Linked DNA regions of Mus musculus: regions 2, 3, 4, 5 and 6 are each linked to region 1. A link is a contact called in public HiChIP or PLAC-seq and promoter capture Hi-C data. All regions are on one chromosome and are shown on one strand. The core of a region is the stretch at or near the end of the contact, and the rest is flanking DNA. Distances in the headings are between cores, read along the strand shown. Region 1 holds the start of Golm2 (golgi membrane protein 2). Region 2 holds the start of Serinc4 (serine incorporator 4). Region 3 holds the start of Mfap1b (microfibrillar-associated protein 1B). Region 4 overlaps Frmd5 (FERM domain containing 5). Region 5 overlaps Frmd5 (FERM domain containing 5). Region 6 holds the start of Trim69 (tripartite motif-containing 69).

Region 1 (2,737 bases), core at 101-2,600:
TGATCATAGTCCAGACTTAAGATTTTTAAATTTAAAATTTTGTATTTTCTATCTGCATTAAGCAGCAGCCCTAAGAGCTATTTAAGCACACACAATTTTATTTTCTTTCAAGAATTATAACGACAGACATAAGATTCTGTTCCTAAGAACTTATTTTTAGATTCTACCATTTCGGCTAATTTCATTAACAATTCAAATTGAGAAGATAATGGATTAACCGCACTCAAGTCACAAGTGTGGCTCATATACGGGTTCCTGACTCATCTATAACAACACTTTCAACACAAAATTCATTTTTTAAAAATCTACTTAGCAAAATACATCAATTTATAGAGATTTCTAAAAAGCCATACTGTTGACAAATACATGTTGAGCACCAGAAGGGAAGAAGGCCGCATTCTGAAATAAATTAATATTGATCAGTCTGCACAGGAGGTGGATGAGACAATGCCCATACATATACCTGGCAGCCTGTGTGCCGGGAACGAAGGCGGCCACACAGGCCAGATGATAACCACTGCCAGCTCAGCAGCTGAGCTTGGAGGAAAGGTGGTATCCACACATAGGCCACTCTAGAGAACCAGAACTTACAGTCTCTGCAAGCGAACAGAGAATGTGGCGCTGACACCGGGAAAGTCTGACAACAAACAGGGTTGCTGGGGGTCTGGGGAGCTTCCAGGGCTACCACGCTGACGGCATACAGCAATCGCCGGCGGGCGAATATTAATACCCCACCCAGAAGTGAAAAGAAAAAGTCTAGGAGGGCCGAGGAAAGGGCTCGACCTTACCTTGTCATCCTCGCATCTCTTCCCCAGGCCTTCCTTGGCCTGCAGCCGGCTGCTGAGGCGACCGTAATCGGCCTCCTTCTGGTCGATCTGCTTCTTATGCGTGTCCACCAAGAGCAAGAGGTCCGAATTGCGCTTCTCCAAGCGCCCGCGGGCCACCTCGGTGCGCTGGACCTGGCCCTGCAGCTCGGCCACCTCCTCCTGAAGCAGAACGTGGCGGGAGGAGATGCTCCAGTAGTTGAAGGCAAGGACGACGATGACTACCAGTAGCACCACCAGCACGAAGGACGGCAGGCGGCCGGCCCGCCGGTTGGCCCCGAAACCCACCATGAGGCCGGTGGCTCCGCCGCTGCCGCCGACACCTGCGGGCAGCGCCGGCCTGCTGTCTCAGCGGCCTCGGGACCCGGACCCCAAGGGACGGGCCGAGCCGCCAGAGCGCGGAGGGGGGCGGGGCGTCGCGGGTCCTCCCCGCCCCCTCTGCGCCCCCGCCGCGCCCCCTCCGAGAGTCGAAGGCCAGCGGGCTCCCGCCGCAGGGAAGCGGGAGAAGCCGGCGCTGGTACTCGCGACCCGATGCCTCAAGGCTGGGGGCGGGGACGCGAGCCGGAAGGGGGCGGGTTTCCTCGGTCCACGCCCACCGGCTGGGGCCGGGGCGCCCAGGGGGGCATTAGCTCGTTTCCGCCGACGCCCCCTCTTCTCGCGAGATAGTGGGCTTCTTCTCGTCCCCTTGCGGTCTTGTCTCGCGAGGGTTCTCTGGAGGCTGGGGCGCGGGGTCGGGGTCGCGCGGCGTACCTGGGTGGGTGTGCGTGGTGCTGTTACCTGGTGGTGTCCCCTGAGGCCAGGTTTAGGGAGGTCCTGCTATCAGCGGGCCCCTTGGCAGAGTGTCCTCTGTCAGGACCAATTCTGAGACTGCCACCAAGTAGGGAAGGCTCTAGGTAAGATGGGACCTGATGGGTGTCTAGCAAGGTTTTATGCTAGGTGTTGTTTGTGCCACCGAGGTGGAAAAAAACAAAAACAGTTGACATTAGCCCCCAGAATAGCGGTGCCCAGACAATACAGCAAGAGAAGCTAAGCTTGAGGATGCTCTGCGATTGAGATGTGTTAGCAGCCTGGTTTCCAAGGTTACTGCTGTCACGGACAGGAAGAATTCCAAAATGCGGTGCTCCTATTTTAAAACGCTCTGCTGCTTTTCCCTCGACTTAGCTGAGGAGAAAGCCCAGAAGCTGCCCTCGGTGAATGGCAGCTAATGCGCCGTTACTGACGGCTGACACATTCCGAATTAGCAATAGCAGCCCTTACAAGTTGTTTCTGCACGCCTAGTTTTACATCCCTCCTATCCCAACAACGCTTTACACAGGAGAAAGCCCGGAAACAAAGATGTGCGGAAACGTCAGAGTCCTGTATCTTCTGAACTGGGCTTAAAGCCAAGTAACAGAACTCGTAATACTGTTCCTCTCTCTGCTTTGTAGCAGGTGTTGTTCTACGTTTAGCGTCATGTTCAGTGCTACAGAGAATCCCCTGCTCGTTCCCTCTGCGTGCTGCTTGTGTAGTTGTTTAAACAAACAATAAAAAGTTACTGGTTTTCACCTGTGTAACCAGAGGATGGATTTGTAGTTATTTTTCAGACTCCGGGTCAAGAACACAAACTTAAGTGTTTATTCAAACCGGCCTATAGTTCTGAGACATGAAGATTTTACAACAGTGAAAAATTGTTCCATGTGTCCTGTGCATTTCAAAAATAAAGTTCATCTGCTTCCAAAAAAAAAAAAATACCTTCACAGAAGGATGTTTCTCTTTTTTATACTATACAAACAACAACAACGACATAAACGTACCAGAATTTACTAGCTGGTTTACATCAAAGTTGAAGATTAACTCTCTTCAATTACAGCATTTGGGGTGTTGAGGCAGAAGCTGGAAGCCAGCGTGTGCTGCATACAAAATTCTTGTCTTCA
Region 2 (2,737 bases), core at 129-2,628, 410 kb after region 1:
AGGGAAAATCACGTCACCAAAGCCTCTTCTCCACTTGTTTCAGGAGCCCAAATTAGGTAGCACTTCTCTTGTGAATCCATTAAAAAATTAATACTCACTATCAACTCCAGATCTTCCTTCTTGATAGTGACCTTCGCCAGTTCCTTCTCCCTGTAAATATTTATACATTTCTTTTCATTCTCTGCCTCTGCTATAAACTCCCAGAAGGAACACTCCCAGCTACTCACTGAAAATGGGTGGAACAAGGTTTACTGAAAATAGCAAATAAACGCGCCAACTCTTTCCCCTGGAGGTTTTACAGTAAGGTATCCTGGAATCTTTCCTTCCACTAACAAAGTTGTAATCCCTAGATCTGTAGAAATTGGTTAAAGACGTAAACTTTTTTTTCCCCTGGAGAACGAGGACCTACCGGTAGTGCTGGTGGTGTGCTTTAAACTTACCGCTCTTGTTTGGCCTTTTGTTCCCTGGACCGTCTGTCTCCAATGACGGACATAGCCTGTAGAAAACACGAGTCAAGTTATCTACCACCGTGCCACGCAAATTTTCTGATCTAAAACGCAATACCAAAAATAAAAACCACGTGGTTTTCAGGTATTCACAACTACGAGTGTTCTCAGGACCAAAGGACTACGCCTAATTTCGTGCACATGAGATCTATTTAGGCCCAATCTCTATCGAATTCTTAAGCAAACAGCAGACTGGGTGGGTGCTGTCGCTTAGCCCCACCCTACTGCCAAATCCCACCATTGCTATCAGCCTTCCCGGAGCCCCAGTGAGCAGCAAACCGGTCAGTCTCACCTCTCTCCCGCCCCTCTCTCAACCCCTCATACAAGCTCCCAGCCAACTTCACCGTTTCAAGATTCGAACTCTGGATCTCCTTCTCCTCCGCATAGTCAGTAACCCGCTCTAGGTCAGCAGCACCACTGTCATGTTTCCTTGGCTTCTCGGGAGGCCGCTCCGGGCCGCTGGTCTCGGTCTCTAACTCCAACTCCACGTCTCCCTCGGTCGCCATTTCGATCTCACCGCGCCGCCGCATAGGCTGCCGCTTCACAACTTCCGGCAACCCTCACAGCTTCCGCCCAGATAAGGGGCGGGGTAGGCGTGGACCACACCTTTGTGCCTGTCTTGAGAAGCTTCAGCTAGCAAAGAGGTTCGCTTTTGACTTCCTCTCCAGCTTGTTTTCTGCAGTCTCCTTCGACTATCTGTTCACTACCCACACCACCAAGGCACATTGTTCCTAAGAGCAATCCTTTCACACATAGAGACACACACATGGAATTCTGTCCAATCAAGGTGGCTAATCCTAAACCAATTAAAAAACCTAATCCCTAGACCTGATAGGCCAACTGCTCCTAATCTCAGAATAACAGTCCGAATGATCCCGAATAGGAAGCCCGGCGAAGGCATCTTCACAAGACTATTTGCATCTATCTACCACTTCCTGGTAACCTGTATTCATTTTATGACATGTCTATGCTGCCTTAAGACGAATGATTAGGCCAGCAAAGCGACTGTCCAATGGGCGAAAATCCCGAGAAGCTGCTGTTTCTCGTCAGTTTTTCCAATACTGGATCTACATCTAACAAAAATGATGGGTGCAAAAGTTGTCACCGGCCGGAGCACCACCCAGGGTCTTGCACAGCAGCACGGTGGAGTCAGTAATGTAGTGGAAACCCCCTTCAATCAGGTGAGACATTTGGGAAGAGATAGCTAAAAAGCTAGGAGTTGGGATGAGAAACCTGGTTCTTTGCCTGGGTAATAGGTAAACATCTCATTCCACATTCCCAGCCATAGATCATTAGGAAAAAGTTAAGTGGTTCAAGAATACACCAAAGTTTAAAGTTCTTGCAATGAAAACCTTACTAGTGCTTTGTGGAAGGTAATCCTAAGAGGCTCATAACCAGACAGAAGGATGGAGGGTTTGGGAATTTGACCATTGGTTAACCCCACACCCTTTGAAAAACTCTGCATTGCTTCTATCCCCAGGCATCCTGCTGTGGACCTGTTTCTTGGACCAGTGGCTGCCACTCTCTGACAGAGTCTAGGTGTAGCCGCCTGCTCTACATCCTCCTCCACGTGGGAGCCTCAGCAATCTGCTGCCTCCTGCTTTCGAAGACAGTGGTAGAAAGGGTCTGGGGCAAAGCACATGGGGTAAGTCGGCAAGGGTTGCAATGTGAGGGAAAAAAAAAAACCTTTAAGATTTGGGACAGGGAGCAAAGGAGTCAACCTACCAGTAAAAAGTTGAGACTGTCCATAGATTGTGGCTGGCCCTGACTTTTCTCACAACCAACTCCCTGCAGATCCAGATGCCCTCAGTGCTATGTGCCCACCTGTTTGGCAGCTCGGACTGCCCAGTTCTCAGTGGCTCTGGCGCTGTGTATCGAGTGTGTGCAGGAACTGCCACCTTCCACCTGCTGCAGGCTGTGCTGCTAGTTCGCCTCCACTCCCCCACCAACCCTCGGGCACAGCTGCATAACAGGTTTGTGTTTAATTTTTTGGATGGGGATGGGATAGAGGGAAGTAGACACAAGCTGGCTAAAAGAAACTCCAGGATGAAGAAAGAACACTGTAATAAAGAAAGTATGTTTATAAACTCCTGGGCTCTAAATTTTAAGTAATAGTTATATGCAAACCTTCTCTAACTGTAGTGTTGCTCAGATGTGACTGTGGCATCCGAGTTAGAACTTGGACTACAATGGGTTGGGGCTGGTTCCACCTGCCATACTTTTTTTCTTTC
Region 3 (2,737 bases), core at 111-2,610, 390 kb after region 1:
AGAGCCTCCATAAGGGCCATTTCTCACTATTGTCCTCTGATCATCATATATGGCATGGCTCACCCACCCCAATAATAAGAATTTGGGGTTTTTTGTTTTGTTTTGTTTTTGTTTGTTTGTTTGTTTTGTTTTTTCGAGACAGGGTTTCTCTGTAAAGGGTTTCTCACTTTGTAGACCAGGCTGGCCTCGAACTCAGAAATCTGCCTGTCTCTGCCTCCCCGGTGCTGGGATTAAAGGTGTGAGCCATCACACTCGGCAGAATTTGCTAAAGGTAGACACTTCTGTTTCTCTCAGGTTAACATTTAGTGCATAGTTGTTTACAAACTCTGAGGGGTTCTAACTTGAACTTCTTATTTTTATGTATATCTTTGGGGCTCCCCCCCTTAATTTAGATGGGAGGGTAATGTGGTTATAATCCAATAAACATTTTTAATAATAACAACAACAACAAAAATATTTTTGTCTACTCTGGCCTTCTAAAGCTTTTCTGCTTGTAAGCTTCGTCCTTGTTTGACTCATTGAAAATCCTCACTAAAGTTTGTCAATTTCCTGTCTTCACCAAGCAAGGACACAGGTGAAAAAATTTGATAATTATATTAACAGAACCTTCAAAGTCCTATATAATATTGTACTCCCTCCCAGAATTTTTACTGTGTAGACCGACTAGCCTCAATTACAGAAATCCACCTGCCACGGTCTTTCCAGTGCTAGAATAAGGGCATGTGTGTCCAAATCAACAATTGGCCCCTAAGGGATTCTCCTTTTTTTTTTTTTTTTTTTCTTTTGAAGAGTCTTCTCTTGTTGCCTAAGCTGGCCTACAAAACACGGCAATCCTCTTTCACCTTCCCAAATGCTGGGATTACAGACGTGACCCACGTATCCGGATGAAACACTTTACACTTCTAGCTTTTTATTTTTTATTTGTTTTTTCTTTTTTGTTTTTTCAAAACAGGGTTTCTCTGCGTAGCCCTGGCTGTCCTGAAACTCACTCTGTAAACCAGGCTGTCCTCGAACTCAGAAATCCGCCTGCCTCTGCTTCTTACTGGGATTAAAGGGGTGCACCATCATTTTCGGCCACACTTCTAGCTTTAAACAGTATGCACCAACAGTCTCTCCTAAAATGTAATAAATAAAATCTTTAATCCGAACCTTCCTGGACCTTACCAAAACCAAAAGAAACAACTGTCAGACAGGAGGACCTTCCAGTTCTTGAGCGGTTGAAGACGAGAAAATTGCCTTAGGAAAGCGCACAAATTTCAAGCTAGCCCTTTAAGCGATCAGCGCTCAGCCGCCCTCCAATTACCCACAATCCTCTGTTATGTACTTCCGGTTCCTCTACCTCTGCCGGAAGTTGTTTCTGTCAGTTGCGCAGCTGTGTCCAGCACAGCCTGTGGGACGCGGCGTTCTGCTCCTTGCTCTTCGTTGTTGGGATTGAGTCCGTTTTGGAGAGTCTCCGCGGCAGCCGTCACCATGTCGGTCCCAAGCGCACTCATGAAGCAGCCGCCCATCCAGTCTACGGCTGGGGCCGTCCCAGTTCGAAACGAGAAAGGTACGGGCTCCCCTCCCCTCCGGTTGGCTCTGAACTCTTTCATCCTGAGTATCTCTCAAACCTGCCTTACGCCGACCATGCCAGCTCGGCTGGCCCTTAAAACCTAGCTGCAGTTTCTTCCTGCGTCCCGCCTAAAGTCACAGGTGGCGTAGAGAAAGGGGATAGCGGGATCCACTTGCATCTACCTGATCGATTTAGTGAGGAGATCTCTCTCGAAATATGAAGTAAAGGAGGCTGGAGAGGCAGATCAGCGGTTGAGAGGACGTACTGCTGTACCACAGGGCGCAAGTTCAATTGCCAGCAGTCACTTCAGGTGACTCAACAACAACCTGGGACCCCAAGTCTAGGGAGATCTGACACCTCTGGCTTCTGCCAGTACCTACGCTTGTGCACATATCCACACATAGCATCCTTACAAATGATGATAATAATAATGCTGCATAGATGGCTCAACCGTTAAAGGCCAGGCTCACAGGCAGAACAGTAACAAAAATCAAAATATAAGAAGAAAGTGGGGCTGGCGAGATGGCTCAGTGGTTAAGAGCACCGACTGCTCTTCCCAAGGTCCTGAGTTCAAATTCCAGCAACCACATGGTGGCTCACAACCATCCATAACGAAATCTAATGCCCTCTTCTGGAGTGTCTGAAGACGGCTACAGTGTACTTACATATAATAAATAAATAAAATCTTTAAAAAAAAAAAGAAGAAAGTGAGCTAGAGGCCTATGTTGTGTGTTTCTTTTCACTGTAATTGTTTTGTTTGTTTATTTTTAAGTGTATGAATGCTTTGCTTCCATGCATGGATATGCACCATGTGGGTGCAGTACCCACAGAGGCCAGAGGAGGGCCTGGAGTATCAGACTGTAACAGACTGCCATGCAGATGCTGGAAAATTGATCCAGGACCTCTGTATGAGCAGCAGAGCCTCTTAGCTGCTGAGCCACCTCTTGAGCTCCACCCTGTTTGTGTTATAGAAGAGATCTCCCGATTCAGCACAAGAGCTGGAGGAAAAGGTAGAAGCTGGCTAGTCAGAACGTTAAGTTAGGTCGTAAAGGCTGCCACAGCACCGCAGAGAGAGAAGCTAGGAAGAGAGCTGCCCTTACTGTGCCTGAGGTCAGACCCCGAGCATCCACATAGACACCTTGTGGGGAGAAGAGACGAGTTAGGAACTTTAGGCTTGATGGCTGG
Region 4 (2,737 bases), core at 137-2,636, 310 kb after region 1:
GCTGTCCTTCTATAACCCATGGCCCACGACTGAGCAGCGTCCCCAGGACACGAAGAAGAGCTGTGCACATCTCTATCATGGAAGGTGAGTGTGCGCTCCTGGAAATGACGCCGGTGTCTGAGCACTGTAAGGAGGCTAAGTTCCTCCCCAGGGGCTGTATTAGTTACTTTCTGCTGCTGTGATACAATTCCAGGACCAAGACAATGTATGTAGGAAAGTTTATTTTGAGCCAGGCACAGGCCTTTAATCCCAGGAGGCTGAGGCAGGCTGATCTCTGAGTTCGAGGCCAGCCTCGTCTACCGAGTGAGTTCCAGGACAGCCAGAGTTACAGAGAAACCCTGTCTTGAAAACACAAAGCATATCACGGCGGAGAGGCAGGGCAGCCTTAGCTGGCTTAGCAGTGGAACAGAGCTGGGCGCTAGCATCTTCAAACAAGCACACGGTAGAGAGAGAGCCTGAAGTGAAGTGAAGCCCAAGTGGTGTGCTTCCTCCAGATCCTAAACCACCTCAGCACTGCCAACTGGGCACCAAGTGCTCAAACACCCAAGACTCTGGGAGACAATCTCACTCAGACCAGAGACTCGAAAAAATCCTATTTGCTTTAGAGATAACAGCAGTCTCTTGGGTAAGAGCCCAGTGGGAGGTAGAGGTTCTATACAAAGGTGGGGACACAGCGGAGTGTTTAGTCCCTAGCAATGATGTGGCGGCGATCAGTACTCGGAGGCAGAGGAAGCTGAGGCAGGAGTTAAAGGTCAGCATAAAGTACATAGCAAGACCTCATCTCACACACAGAACTGCTCAGGTAGGGATGAGTATCATTCTGTGGGAGGGTCTCTGGTTTGTATTATTCACTTATGGCTGACACAGAACTCCAAGGAGAAACCTGGATAGGCGGATACCACCAAGGCCGGTGGTTGCTTCATTTGTAAAGAGGAGCCTCTCTCTGCCTGCTCGGCAACTGACAAGGATGCTAATGCACATGCATTGCTTTTGGTGAGGGTGAGGGTGAGGGTGAGGGTGAGGGTGAGGTGGCAAAGCTTCACGCTGTAGCACAGGCAGCCCTCCCACCTCAGCCTCCCAAATCCTGAGATTGAGTGTGAGGTACAGCACTTTAAAGAGAAGCCCTGCTAGGCAGTAATGGCGCACGCCTTTAATCCCAGCACTTGGGAGGCAGAGGCAGGAGGATTTCTGAGTTCAAGGCCAGCCTGGTCTACAGAGTGAGTTCCAGGACAGCCAGGGCTACAGAGAAACCCTGTCTTGAAAAAAACCAAAAAAAAAAAAAAAAAAAAGAAGAAGAAGAAGAAGAAGAAGAAGAAGAAGCCCTCCCGCCTGGCCTTTTGCAACTGTGGTGAAGTGCTGCTAACGAGCACAGCCGACTGTAGGGAGGAGCCATGAGGGATGGAACCAGGGCCTTCAAAAGGCACAAACGAAACCCCAAAGAACACGCTTTTGGCTGTGAAGTCAGCTCATTTGAAGGCACATCACAGAAGCCTTCTGACTTTTCTAGAAAAGCTTCATTTGCTTTCTAAAAATGGGGGAGGGGGGAATACAAAAACAACAACAACACAGCATTACAGTTTGAATGAAGCACAAAATCCCCACAAACAGGGACACTTTTAAAACAGTCTTGGAGGCCCAGAGGACACTGGGGAATGTCAGTTTCCTTTACCCACTGTGTCTGGACAGAATGTGGAGCTCAGCCAAGTGGGTTGTAGGACAGTCGGACATGGACAGACACAGCTCACTCCCAGCCCTGGAGCCACTTCTTCCTCAGTTCCTGTGTGACTTCAGTGCACATGGCCTAGATAAAGCCTGCCTGTGGCTTCAGAGCCTATTTTCTGGGACAGTTGTAGTTGGTCCACGGCCTTTCCCCTTCCCTCTGAGAGCCGGGGCCACGCGGGGCCTCGGGGAATGAGCTGCAGGCTGGCAAGCATTGCTTTTTATGGATGTAAGCACTTCTGGCCTATTCCAGTCCCCTGATAAGGATAGCCTCTGCTCTCCACGCTTCTCCCTCCTTCCAGCTCAGCCTGACATAAGGCTCTGGAGAGTCAGCACTCTGTCCAGGTGGAGGGCACTGCTGCCACGGCCTGGGGGGTGGAGATTCTTTGTACCTAGCTGGCTATTTCCTCTCCGTACCTCCTGGGCCTGGCTGGTGTCCCTTGAAGAAGGAACTGCCGTCCTGGCCTGCCATGGGAAAGAGTCTAATTAAGATTCAGACCAGAGTCCGTGTCCAGCTCCGGCTGACTAACCACTGCCTTCGGACCCTAAGCGTCCGCATCCTGAGGATGGGACCCCGGCTTCAGTGTAGGGTCCTAACAACTGTCCCCCCTGGCCCACTGGGAGCCACTTCTGGACAGAGGCATCAGCTAGATCACCTCAAAGGTAAATACACCTGTGCCACTTTGCCCCAGCGCCCGGAGACTAATGGGTCTGAGGAGGGGCAGGGTGAATGGTGGTTCCTATAGCAGATGAATCTTCTGAAATATGAAAACTTGTAGAAAATGGACATATCTGGACACCATTAAGGGAGGTAACTCAGACTCAAGACAAATACTACGTGTTTTCTCCCATGCAGATACTACCTTTTAATCTTGACATATGTGAGAGTGGTCCTAAAACCAGAAAGGAGACCATGGGGTGATGAGGGGTTAGGAATGTCGCTCAGTTGGGAGAATGCTTGGGTAACATGCACGAGGCTCTGAGTTTGATAAAGCTTGGTTGCATACATCTGTATTCC
Region 5 (2,737 bases), core at 96-2,595, 290 kb after region 1:
TCCTGATACCCTGCCTCTACCTCACGTGTACATTCCGTGCTTAAGGAGATGTTAGCCACAGCTCCTGCTTTTATGCCCTTACATGTGTACCACTCCTCACAGTTTTAATTAATTGCTTTATCTTTTTTTTAAAGATTTATTTATTGATTATATGTAAGTACACAGTAGCTGTCTTCACACACTCCAGAAGAGGGCATCAGATTTCGTTACAGATGGTTGTGAGCCACCATGTGGTTGCTGGGATTTGAACTCGGGACCTTCGGAAGAGCAGTCAGTGCTCTTAACCACTGAGCCATCTCGCCAGCCCTAATTGCTTTATCTTAAAGTGTGTGTGTGTGTGTGTGTGTGTGTGTGTGTGTGTGTGTGTGTGTGTGTGTGTGTGTGTGTCTAGATAAGGGCGCCACGATGTCAGATACTCTGGAACTGGAGTTATCAACAGGTTGAAAGCTACCCAACAGGGTTGCTGGGAACCAAGTGTCATAAGCCGTAGATGTTCTTAACCGCCAAGCCATCTCAGCAGCCCCTCACATCTCACTTTTTATTTGCATTTGGAGAGATCTGATTGACCTCTGTCAATAATCTGCAGGGGGACATCTACCGAAAACCCCGCCTGATCTCTTCCTTCACCCAGTATTCCACTCTAGAGGCCGAGACAGGCCCATTTCCCCATCTCTGACAGCACAGTTTTTTTCTGGTTGTAACAGACCACCAGGGGCTGGCTCCCTCCAGATCCCAGCACTGTGGAGGCAGTGTGGAATGGGGGCTTGGGGAATGTTTATTCCAGGAAGTGATATGTCTATGTTGAGCCATACAAGTAAGTTTTTGATCTGAACCTTAAACAATTAACAGTGCAGAGCAAAGTATCCGAGAGCCTGGGAGGAAATGGAAAATGTATTTGTTTTGTGGTATGAAAAAAAATTTAATGTAGGAAAAATTTCCCGACAAGGATTTTGATAGGCTTATACTACATATTTGTGTCTTTAAAGCAACGAAAGCAATCCTTTCTAGTTCGTTCTCTGTTGTCTCCGCAGGTACTTAGTCTTCCTTCAGATCAAAAGGGATCTCTACCACGGCCGTCTTCTCTGTAAAACATCGGATGCCGCCTTGTTAGCGGCCTATATCCTTCAAGGTAATGACTTTGGACAGAATACATTTGCTTTTCATGCTAAGTCCTGATTACATTATTCCATTTACCACAGATGACGACTTCTTAGATCAAAACAGCTTCTAACTTGAAGCAGTGTTTGAGTTAAAGGATTTTGCCTGCGCCATCCAGAGCCAAAAGCCCAGTGCCCTGCCGCAGCCAAGGCCTCGTGGCTAGCCCCTGAGTCATCTGGACCTTTGCAGGCTTGCGCTGTACCCTGCATGCTAATGTTTCTGGGATGCCGGGAAGTAATCAGGAATCACCTGCTCCCACCCCCACCCCCTCACCCCCCACACACAACTCACCGAAGTCTGAGGCATGATGGGAACTCTCTGCTGAGAGTGTTCAATGTTTCAAGTGTTCTCAAGTGAGAAGCTATTTCTCAAAGCTGACAAGAAAGAGCTGAGCCTCTGGCTGCTGGTTTCCAGACCAGCTGTGGTAATGTGTCAAGAAAGTGTGGGGCATCCGCCAGGCCCTTCTCTCACAAAACGCTGAGAGCACTCAAGAGCCACCTCAGAATTTTCTTAGTCCTCCTGCCTAAAACTGTCATTAACCACAGGATTGTTTTGGACATAAGACCATGAAGTTTCCATTAAAAAAAAACCGTGAACCCCTGATTATGAGTCAGGGAACTCTCAGAAGCAACTAATGGAGAATTTGCAAAGAGCTTGCTGGCAGGAGAAGTGTCAGACCTGTGCTAAGATGGGAAAGTGAACCCCTCGAGGGCACTGACTCTGAGGGGGGCCATTCCTGTACCAGTCAAATGGGGAGTGCAGAAAGAGCTCGTGCATCATGAGGCACCCAGAGAGTCCCCCTTTCTTTTTGAAAGGAAGCCTGGCCTGTTCTGGTTGCCATGTTAAACTTTTTTAACAAAGTCATTTCCTTGGGTCCACCCTGATAATTATATTGAATTTTTTTTTTTCAAAAAAAGTATTGGTGGCCAACATCAACATTTTCCCCTTGAAGCTTTTCAAATAAAATCAAAGTAAATGACCTCAAGGTTCGAGGTCACTCTTCCCTGAAGGAAAGCTATTTCTTTTGTTAAATAAGAGAAATATCCAAAGGATTTGGAATTTGGCTGTGTTTTTGGTTCTTGGTTTTTGTTTTGTTTTTTTGCTTTTGAATTATAACCTCACAATGTTGTCCAGGCTAGATTTGAATTTCTGGGCTCAAGTGATTGATTCTCCTGCCTCAGACTTCCCAGTACTCGGGACTACAGACATCTACCACTGCCATACCTAGCCCTTGGATAACTTGGAAGGTACCATAATTGCAGAGGAAAGCACTGAGTCCAGCTGCGACATGTCCTGGACTGGTCCTGGAACGGCCCCCTCAGAGTCAGAGCCCCTTCAGAATCGGAGCCCCCCAGAGCCAGAGCCCCCTCAGAGCCAGAGCCCCTCAGAGCCAGAGCCCCCTCAGAGTCGAAGCCCTCTCAGAGCCGGAGCCCCCTCAGAGCCGGAGCCCCTCAGAGTCGGAGCCCCCTCAGAGCCCCTCAGAGCCAGAGCCCCCTCAGAACCAGAGCTCCTCAGAGCCAGAGCCCCTCAGAGCCAGAGCCCTCTCAGAGCCGGAGCCTCCTCAGAGCCGGAGTCCCCT
Region 6 (2,737 bases), core at 98-2,597, 290 kb before region 1:
GTGAGTTCAAGGCCAGCCTGGTCTACAGATGGAATTCCGGGACAGCCAGGGCTACACAGCAAAACCCTGACTTAAAACAAAACAAACAATTACAGAAAAAACCAACGAGGAAAGCTGTTGCATTACATTAACTATGCCACTGTCCTCTGTCTCTTCCTGAGCTCTTATGGCCAGCACATTACTTGGCTGTGGTAGGGGCTTAAGGAATGTGTTGGAAGTAGCTTGTCTGAATCTCTGCTCTTTAAGAATACTCTTGGTCTCCACCCTCTTGAAACCTGAAACCCTCTCCTTTGGCCCCGAGTGCACTACTACCCTGGTTCTTTCCCCATGAGTAATTTCCATCCCCCTTTCTATTCTTAGTATCTTCTCTGGCTTTCTTCTAGCTCTGCTCTCTTTTAACAAGTGAGTAATTTCCTGACTTCGTGTTCAGCCTCACAGAAGTAAATCCTAAATCTGTACCTCTGGGTTCTGACCCACTCGGCATCCGGATCCATGTACTGAGATTCCTTGATGGGTTTCCGTGGAAACCCGGCTTCCTTAAAGTAAATCGATGTTTTCTTTTGTCTGTCAACACTAAAGTTTAGAATACTAACTTCCTTTACTTTAGTTTTAAGGTGTTAATTTAAGACGTTTAACTGGGCTGGTGAGATGGCTCAGCAGGAAAAGATGCTTGCTCCCAAGCCCGACGACCCAAACTCAGTCCCTGAGATCCACATGGTGGAAAGAGTGAACCTAATCCTGCAGATTTTCCTCTGACTTCCACACATGTGCTCTGGTATGCACGCCCACATATCTACACAAAATACACAAATGTGATTTCTAAAAATGTTTAACTGCACCTCTGTTGTAAATATAACATACCAAGACCTATAGTATGAAAAAATGTTATAACTAATAATTCTTCATCTAAAGATAGTAGTTATATTGATAAAGAGGTTAACTTTTGTATAATGTTTGTCTTAATTATCAAAAAGTTATGGTGGACCTCCTTACTTTCTTACCCACATCTCTAATTTCTGTTTATCCAAAGGCCTAGAGTTTAGAAGGTAAAGGCTACATGTTAAATATTTCTTTGATTTCCCTTCTTGATCCACAATCAATACCCTGTTTCCTACCCTGTGTGTAGAAAACCCGCTGAGTGGTTAGAGAATAACTTACCTCCATGAAACTTGGTCATTAGGCCACCAGGGGGCAGAGTCAGGCAACTTGGCTTTGCTCAGTGAGCCCAGGATGGCTGCAGACCAAGAGTTCTGGGCCTGTTAGTATGCTAGGAATGGACTCAGAGCCCATGAGAGGAGGAGGGAGAAGAGAGTTCAGGAGCTGAAGAAGACAGACAAGGCCAAAGCTAGAGATCCAGCAGGTTCCGTGACAGTTTGTCAGTTGCTTTGATGATATTCGCGTCTGAGATAGACAAACTCTGATTGGATTGGAATGACCTGCCAACCCCTTTTATTATTTTATTTGGGATGGGATTCTTTTAAACTTCAGGTGGTAATCTAATTTTTAAATGTTTAATCTTGAGTTATGTGTGAGTATGTTTGTGCTCGAGTGTGTGTCATGTATGGAGGTGCCCACAGAGGCCAGAGAGGTGGATCAAATTCCCTGGAGCTGGAGTTACAAGTAGTTGTGAACTACCTGATGTGAGTACTGGGAGCCAAACTCTGGTCCTCTGTAAGCACCATAAATACTCTTAATGGCTGAGCCATCTCTCCAGCCCTGGTAATGTAATTTTAAGGTTTTCAGATCTCACTTGGGAATGAGGCTGCTCGAGGGAAGAGAGAACAAACAGCAGCATCAGCTGTACCCCTGACTGGAGCGGCTTCTCTTTATCCTAGCTGGACCCGTCACCTCCAGACACAGAGCCTTTCAGGGGTAGCTGTTTGGCTCTCCCTGTCTTCTTGGCATCTCCTGAAGCAGACCTGATCAAGTAGCAGGGTCTGGAGCTGGACCCTAAGGCAGCAGGGAAAGATGCTGTTCACACAGCTTTCTCTAAAAGTCTAAGTAAGCACTTTTAGCTTAGACGCTCGTCCCTAGACCATGCTCAAGTCTGGGAGCCCGCGGGTTTGATGTTTTGCTTACAGTAATTCTAACTCAGTATATTGCCTTGAGTGGTTAGTGTCTGCCTGCTATCCAGCCTTAGCATGGACAACAGCATGCCAGAGTTAGAGACTGCCCACAAATGCCTTGCTTCTCTGGCTTTGCACAGGCTGCCCCTCCTGCCAAGAGAGTTGCTGAGAAGTCAGAGCAGGCTGTGTGCAGCAGCAGCACCTGGCAGATGTTTCTATCACTGCTCTGGGTATACTACATTCTTCCTTTCATTAAACCGATTTGTCTTCAGATCTCTTTCCCAAGAAACCGCAAGCTTCTTGTGAGAAAGAACTGTCTTCTTAGCCCCCAGGCCTTCCATGCTATCACTCTGTAGTAAACACTGGCTTAGTGAGAGAGTTCGAGGGGCCCTGTGAATGATCTGCACACCCTCCTTCTGTCTGCTTGTTTTCTTAGATTTCAGGGTTATTGTCGTTGTTTGTGTTTGTTGTTTGGTTGATTGGTTTGGGTGGGTTTTGTTGTTATTTTGTATTTGTTTTGGATTTTGGTTTTCAAGACAGAGTTTCTCTACATAGCCTACATTCTGGCTGTCCTAGAACTCACTATGTAGACTAAGCTGGCTTCAAACTCACAGAGATTTCACCTACCTCTGCCTCCCAAGTGCTGGGAATAAATGCCCTGCATGCATGTT

What was found. Promoter capture Hi-C pulls out the DNA fragments that hold promoters and counts their contacts. HiChIP or PLAC-seq counts read pairs in DNA pulled down with a chosen protein or histone mark. Capture Hi-C pulls out chosen DNA fragments and counts their contacts.
Region 2: a contact with region 1 is called in a promoter capture Hi-C map of neural stem cells. The contact joins the promoter of Serinc4 here to the promoter of Golm2 in region 1. A contact is called at or near these places in 1 of 39 promoter capture datasets (neural stem cells), 1 of 484 Hi-C or Micro-C datasets (embryonic stem cells), 4 of 115 datasets of contacts at active chromatin or transcription factors (astrocytes, bone marrow-derived macrophages, embryonic forebrain and 1 more) and 1 of 9 other capture datasets (pancreatic islet).
Region 3: an H3K4me3 HiChIP or PLAC-seq map of bone marrow-derived macrophages shows a contact between it and region 1, with 7 times the contacts expected there. The contact joins the promoter of Mfap1b here to the promoter of Golm2 in region 1. A contact is called at or near these places in 7 of 39 promoter capture datasets (the 3T3-L1 cell line, cranial neural crest, hippocampal neurons and 3 more) and 2 of 115 datasets of contacts at active chromatin or transcription factors (bone marrow-derived macrophages and stem cell-derived neural progenitor cells).
Region 4: a promoter capture Hi-C map of the HPC-7 cell line shows a contact between it and region 1. The contact joins the enhancer-like site here to the promoter of Golm2 in region 1. A contact is called at or near these places in 23 of 39 promoter capture datasets (the 3T3-L1 cell line, 3T3-L1-derived adipocytes, the C10 cell line and 13 more), 10 of 115 datasets of contacts at active chromatin or transcription factors (T-cell acute lymphoblastic leukemia, VIP interneurons, embryonic basal ganglia and 6 more) and 4 of 9 other capture datasets (adipose tissue, embryonic stem cells, liver and 1 more).
Region 5: an H3K4me3 HiChIP or PLAC-seq map of stem cell-derived neural progenitor cells shows a contact between it and region 1, with 2.8 times the contacts expected there. The contact joins the enhancer-like site here to the promoter of Golm2 in region 1. A contact is called at or near these places in 20 of 39 promoter capture datasets (the 3T3-L1 cell line, 3T3-L1-derived adipocytes, the C10 cell line and 11 more), 4 of 484 Hi-C or Micro-C datasets (cortical neurons and embryonic stem cells), 13 of 115 datasets of contacts at active chromatin or transcription factors (the NIH/3T3 cell line, the SCID.adh cell line, VIP interneurons and 8 more) and 4 of 9 other capture datasets (adipose tissue, embryonic stem cells, liver and 1 more).
Region 6: a contact with region 1 is called in a promoter capture Hi-C map of pancreatic islet. The contact joins the promoter of Trim69 here to the promoter of Golm2 in region 1. A contact is called at or near these places in 2 of 39 promoter capture datasets (liver and second pharyngeal arch cranial neural crest) and 1 of 9 other capture datasets (pancreatic islet).

What each region holds. Positions count from the first base shown.
Region 1 is chr2:121,865,583-121,868,319 of GRCm38.p6, reverse strand. It overlaps Golm2 (golgi membrane protein 2), which reads right to left and starts at 1,350. Exons shown (of 10, transcript NM_001205369.1): 1 at 789-1,350. The coding sequence starts at 1,115.
Region 2 is chr2:121,455,405-121,458,141 of GRCm38.p6, reverse strand. Serinc4 (serine incorporator 4) reads left to right here and starts at 1,378. Exons shown (of 12, transcript NM_001025371.2): 1 at 1,378-1,687; 2 at 1,987-2,151; 3 at 2,301-2,479. The coding sequence starts at 1,589. Hypk (huntingtin interacting protein K) reads right to left here and starts at 1,054. Exons shown (of 4, transcript NM_026318.3): 1 at 851-1,054; 2 at 441-496; 3 at 99-150. The coding sequence starts at 1,036.
Region 3 is chr2:121,472,646-121,475,382 of GRCm38.p6, reverse strand. It overlaps Mfap1b (microfibrillar-associated protein 1B), which reads left to right and starts at 1,360. Exons shown (of 7, transcript NM_001081975.3): 1 at 1,360-1,549. The coding sequence starts at 1,471. It also overlaps the pseudogene Gm14018.
Region 4 is chr2:121,550,685-121,553,421 of GRCm38.p6, reverse strand. It overlaps Frmd5 (FERM domain containing 5), which reads left to right. Exons shown (of 14, transcript NM_001360084.1): 13 at 1-84. Among named protein-coding and RNA genes, the nearest start is that of Wdr76, 45 kb to the right of the region's middle. Within about 2 kb of position 1,386, at least 18 of the 459 cell types and tissues checked have an H3K27ac peak or open chromatin away from gene starts, as enhancers often do. A contact at or near this core is called in the HPC-7 cell line and adipose tissue, where this site is marked.
Region 5 is chr2:121,574,714-121,577,450 of GRCm38.p6, reverse strand. It overlaps Frmd5 (FERM domain containing 5), which reads left to right. Exons shown (of 14, transcript NM_001360084.1): 5 at 1,032-1,129. Among named protein-coding and RNA genes, the nearest start is that of Wdr76, 69 kb to the right of the region's middle. Within about 2 kb of position 1,345, at least 28 of the 459 cell types and tissues checked have an H3K27ac peak or open chromatin away from gene starts, as enhancers often do. A contact at or near this core is called in the NIH/3T3 cell line, the SN4741 cell line and stem cell-derived neural progenitor cells, where this site is marked.
Region 6 is chr2:122,159,318-122,162,054 of GRCm38.p6, reverse strand. It overlaps Trim69 (tripartite motif-containing 69), which reads right to left and starts at 1,347. Exons shown (of 7, transcript NM_080510.3): 1 at 1,159-1,347. The coding sequence starts at 1,164. All of the region lies in intron 2 of Patl2 (protein associated with topoisomerase II homolog 2 (yeast)), which reads left to right.